Linked DNA regions of Sus scrofa: region 1 is linked to region 2. Evidence: chromatin contacts called from public Hi-C data. All regions are on one chromosome and are shown on one strand. The core of a region is the stretch at or near the end of the contact, and the rest is flanking DNA. Distances in the headings are between cores, read along the strand shown.

Region 1 (2,700 bases), core at 54-2,553, 85 kb before region 2:
TATCCCATTGCGCCACAGTGGGAACTCCCAAAGTTGCCTTTTTTCAACTCTTAGGAACCCCTGGATACATGGGGTAATAAGCTTTTTGTGATCCAGTCATCATTTTTCTAGAAACTTTGTCTCTAAGAATTCTGACAATGAAGGTGGGTTTAAAATATTATTAAAAGAAAAGTTTTAATGAGGAAGCTATCCCTAAACTTTCAGATATAGAAAAAATGCTGAAGCTACCTGATTCCCCCTTGGGTGTGGAAGCCTCTGGTTGGCAGAATTTGGCTCTTCACCTTGAACAGGGTCTGGCTTAAACCATCATTCATAAGCCAGTTTTCTTCCAGGGGCTAGAAAATAGTTCATCAGCTGAGCACCTTGACTGCCCCTGTTCCCACTCCTCCTATCATTTATCAAGGACTTACCCTGTGCCCTACAGTGCCTATGGAATGGATGTGAGCATCCACATTTGACAGAAATGCCCACCAATACTCAGAGGAACGAAAGGATTTGTCCAGAGATAAGCCTCAATTCCCACGTGTAAAGGGCAGAAAACACTTTTTTTTGTTGTTTTGTTTTATTTTTTTGTTTTTTGTCTTTTTAGGACCATGCCTGCAGCATATGGAGGTTCCCAGGCTAGGGGTCTAATCAGAGCTACAGCTGCCAGCCTACACCACAGCCACAGCAACGCCAGATCCGAGCTGTGTCTCTGATCTACACCACAGCTCATAGCAATGCCAGATCCTTAACCCACTGAGCGAAGCCAGGGATTGAACCCTCAACCTCATGGTTGCAAGTCGGATGAGTTTCTGCTGTGCCACAACAGGGCAGCAAGGGCAGAAAACTCTTGATGCAAGATTCAGGCATCAAACTCGGATGAGTTTCTTCTGCGCCACAACAGGGCACCAAGGGCAGAAAACTCTTGATGCAAGATTCAGGCATCAAACCAGATCCCTACTCTGCATTAGAACCCAAGTGATATCTAGTGGTTAGTGAGACTCTAAGGCATTGGGCCCTGGAATTACTAAGCTGTTCCTGTCTGGCCTCAGGACACTCAAGAAAATGTCTGCCTTGCTGAACACCAAATCTTAGTCCAGAAGCCCCTCTTACTAATGTTCTACCTGCTTTCATCACAGGTTGAAATGCCTTGTGTCTTCTTCTTCTTCATTATTTTTCTTTTTAGGGTCACATACGGAGGTTCCCAGGCTCCAGGTTGAATCAGAGCTACAGCTACTGGCCCACGCCACAGCCACAGCAATGCAGCATCCGAGCCATGTCTGCAACCTACACTGCCACTCACAGCAATGCCAGATCTTTAACCCACTGAGCTAGGCCATGGATTGAATCCATGTCCTCATAGACTACTAGTCAGGTTTGTAACCCACTTAGCCACAACAGGAACTCCCTGGCTTGGATCTTTGAGCCTGGTTGGCGAGGAAATCTACAAAATAGCCCACTAGTTGGGGCAGAGGGGATTGGTAGCTTAAGCTTGCTAATTCTATCTCAAAGACAAATATGACGGAAAGAATTAAAAATGTGTAAATGTTCCTTACCTGATTTTAGGAAAAGGAGGGCAAGCAGAGTGAAGTGAATGAAGACTTTCATTTTGGATGTTGGTGCCAGGTAATCCAGAGAGAAAATGATTTCCCTTCAGCTATCTTTCCTTTTAATGTTCTTTCAGGTTCAAAGTCCAGTCATTAACTGACGTCAAACCAGACAAAGGAAACTGCTAGTTAGGGTTGGGTCATAGAGCATAGGTCTCTTCTGAGCTTTTGTGATGGAAGAGGCAAAACTGGTCTTATAGATTATTTTTCTGTCTCATAGTATAAAATAACTCAACACAGCCCAAACGTCCTTGGGAGGATGGGGGTTGGGGGACAGCGGAAGGGGCGGGGGTGTCAGCTAATCTCTTCACATTCCAAACACCCCAAGCTACCATCTTCTTGGAAGTCACAATTCCTTCAAATACCCAATCACAGAGTTTGTGCTCCAGTCACTCCACTGGGATGCAGGACATCCTGTTTCCTCCAGCGGTAGTTTTTTGCCTTTTCTAGGGCGGCTCCTGTGGCATGTGGAGGTTCCCAGGCTAGGGGTCTCATCGGAGCTGTAGCCACCAGCCTACACCACAGCCACAGCAATGCGGGATCCGAGCCGCGTCTGCCACCTACACCACAGCTCACAGCCACGCCGGATCCTTAACCCACTGAGCAAGGCCAAAGATCAACCTGCAACCTCGTGGTTCCTAGTCGGATTCGTTAACCACTGCGCCACAATGGGAACTCCTCCAGCGGTAGTTTGAGAATCTCTGAGGAGACTGTGCTTCCCCACAAGGCGCGCTGCTGAGCTTTGTCGTCTTTCGCTGTGGACCACCGCTCTGGGCCTCTCTGAGGGTCACTTTTAGCAACTTTGTAATCATATGCCACAGGTGCAGCCCTAAGAAGAAAAAAAAAGTGTAAAATTCAATTAGCTTTGATAGATTTATAGTCATGTCAAATCACCATTATATTCAAGATATAAAACTTAAGAAATGTTGTGTATCTTGTATCTCTTTGCTCAGTGTTTCCTGTAAGTTATCCATCTTTGCCTCCAGTTTATTTTCAATGTCTTGCATCATCTTCAGCATCGACATTCTGAAGTCTTTTTCCTGGAGGCTGAGAATCTTCTCATCGCTGAGCTGATTTTCTGGGGGTTTTTCTTTCTCCCTCATCTGAGTTA
Region 2 (2,771 bases), core at 47-2,546:
AAGACCTGCTGGGGGGTGGCTCTCCCCACATCTGTCTGGCCTAAGGGGAAACAGCGCCTGCCACCGCACAGACATGCTTGAAGGGGAGGTGTGCAAGGTAACCTGGGCGGCAGAGTTTGCAGCCTCCCGACCTTACAGCCCGGGGGCTTGCTCGCCTCTAGGTCGTCAGCACCTTGCGGACACCGGTCCACACACGGGCTTGATACCTGAGCAATAAAGCTGCCTTTGGACGCCAGTCACCTGGCCCCCACCCAGACAGGCAGCAGAGGGGGTGCTCAATCTTTTGGGCTCTGTCTCCTTCACTTTAGAGCCTTAGTTGTTTTTTTTTTAATTAATTAACATGTTTTGAAATATAGTTGACTTACAATGTTGTGTGGATTTCTGCTATACAGCAAAGGGGCCCAGTTATACATCGATACATTCTTCTTCCTATTCTTTTCCATTACGGTTTATCAGCACTAAAAGGTACGGCCCTGCCTCCAAGAGCTGCAGGATCCTGAATACAGTTCCCTGTGTTATACAGGAGGACACTGCTGTTGACTCGTTCTATACACTAGTTCGCATTTGCTAATCCCAAACATCCAATCGTTCCAGGCCTCAGTACTTAACAGCCACCTGGCTTTTTCCAGCTGTGGGCTTGTGGGCCATGCTCATTTCACAGATGACAAAGGACTCTTTCATTCTTATCAAAAAGTACTCATTGTCATGTGTGTGGCCCTCTCTGAGGTTGCGCACAGCAAACTCTTTCTGAGGTTATCCACAGCAGGCCCTCTCTGAGGTTGTGTACAGCAGGCCCTGAGTTTATATACAGAGGACCTTCTCAGAGTTTGTATACAGTGGACACAATGAGGGTGCCTTTTACCACCTAGAATAGGTCTGACAGAAAAACCACAAGTAATTGGAGTACACAGACAATAGAACAAATATATGAGACCAACTGGAGAGCAGACAGTAACTTCTTTACACTATGCAGAGGGCAGGGCAAGACTGATCTATGTTGTTGTTTTTGGATGAAGTTCAAGGATGGGGACAGAGCTGCAGGAGGACCACGTGTACCCTGGCCAGTGAAGTGTGGGCTCCCTTTTCCCCCCTTAGAAAAACACCAACCGATTCAGAAACCAGGTACCAGTTCTGAACATAGCAAAACTATACCCGCCACCCCTGCCCCAGGCAGGTTCTGGTGACAGGAGCAGACACCCCCCCCCACCAGGGGCCCCAGCATCCGCCTCCTTTTCTGTGTCTTGAAAGCCTGGGGCCCGTGGTGGCTTGGTCACAGGGAGGTTAGTTTAGGACACAACTTCAGCTCTCAGGGCTGAATTTCCTGTCTTTATCAGTGGATGCTGGCATGCTAAATCTGAACCCTATTTGTGTGTGTGATAGAATTTCCTTTGTTTATTGTGAAAGGTTTGTATTTAAGGGAGAAAAATGAAAAATGGAAAATCTCACCCAACAAACACTGTGAAGCTGGCACAGAGACGTATGAATGGCCACAATCTGTCATCTCAACTTTCTGAAGCCTCAATATAAAGAAATGCCTCCAGCACAAAAGGCGGCCCAGGCCGGCCCTAGTTTGTCCATCAGCCAGCCTGAGTTGCCTGGCCTGATTAGATATTTTCTGGAAGCCAATGTCACAACTGCCCTCTACCCTGGCCACGAGTCCCGCCTGCTGGCAGATTTTGCTCACCCTGCTGAAGTGGCCCTTCCCCACACAGAAACAGATTCAGGAGAAGCCAGGGAAAGCTGGCTCTGCCTCTGCGATGGAGGGGCAGCTATGCTAACAGGTCTTAAAGACCCTGTCATCAGTCCATCCCGGGAACCACACAGAGCACTGTCTCTGTTGAAGCCTGGCGATGCGACTATTCTGCATCCACGATTCCCATGGTCCTTCCCAGGGCACAACATCCGCCACACAGACAATGAGAATTCATGTACATCTAAGGCTGGGACACTCCCTGGGGGATTTCCAAGGACTCATGAAGCCTCTGGAGAGATGAGGGCTGCCCTTCTTTGAAAGGCGAGGAAGTAAATACTTTGTGAATTGAAGGGAAAAAAAACCTCCCCTTTCCGTGGCAGCATCCAGGGTAGCCCAGTGCTTCTCACAGGTCGGGACATCCAGAAGTCAGACCCAGCAGCTCCTGCTCTCCAACCCACCCTCCACCGCTCAGAGGGGTGAGCGAGAGACCAAGCAGGGTGTGTTGGCAAAACTGGGAGAAGCCCTGGGAGGGAAAACGGAGAAGTGAGGCTGTTTTGAGCTAAGACGCTTGGTCATCTTCATTCTCAGGGGCTCCCAAAGGAGAGGCAGAGAACGGAGACCAGCACATGTGGGAGCGGGAGGCATATGGGAAATTTCTGTGCCTTCCTCTTAATTTTGGTATGACCCTCACACCGCCCTAAAACAAACAAACAAACAAAAAATCTTTAAAAAAAAAAAAAAAAAAAGAATGGGACCTCGGCAAGGCAGGGTCTTACAAATCCAAACAGCTGGCACTTCATTTGCAAGAACCAAAATGCATTTACAAGGGAAAAAAGTAACCTGATCTACAACGCTGACCATATGGGATGCACTCCATCTGTGGTCAGTGAATTGAAAGGTCCCCTTCCTACCTTCTGGGGAGGAAAAACTGGGACCCTTGAATCACTGGCAAGAGAGAGAAAGTAAAATCAAAGGGTTCCTGCCTCAAAGGTTAGACACTGTATGATGGGGCAGGAATTTTTAGCTAATTCCTCAATGAAGCTGAATGACCGCAACTTCAACTCTAGAAAATTTAACT

What was found. A called contact is a pair of places that touch in the nucleus more often than the background predicts.
Region 1: a Hi-C map of liver shows a contact between it and region 2, with 2.4 times the contacts expected there. The contact joins two enhancer-like sites. A contact is called at or near these places in 1 of 5 promoter capture datasets (liver) and 11 of 47 Hi-C or Micro-C datasets (alveolar macrophages, embryonic fibroblasts, epiblast stem cells and 4 more).

The regions. Positions count from the first base shown.
Region 1 is chr13:135,411,349-135,414,048 of Sscrofa11.1, reverse strand. No RefSeq gene overlaps it. Among named protein-coding and RNA genes, the nearest start is that of MUC13, 4.0 kb to the left of the region's middle. Within about 2 kb of position 1,303, at least 9 of the 83 cell types and tissues checked have an H3K27ac peak or open chromatin away from gene starts, as enhancers often do. A contact at or near this core is called in liver, where this site is marked.
Region 2 is chr13:135,326,611-135,329,381 of Sscrofa11.1, reverse strand. The region is part of intron 11 of HEG1 (protein HEG homolog 1); the gene reads right to left. Among named protein-coding and RNA genes, the nearest start is that of HEG1, 59 kb to the right of the region's middle. Within about 2 kb of position 1,296, at least 12 of the 83 cell types and tissues checked have an H3K27ac peak or open chromatin away from gene starts, as enhancers often do. A contact at or near this core is called in liver, where this site is marked.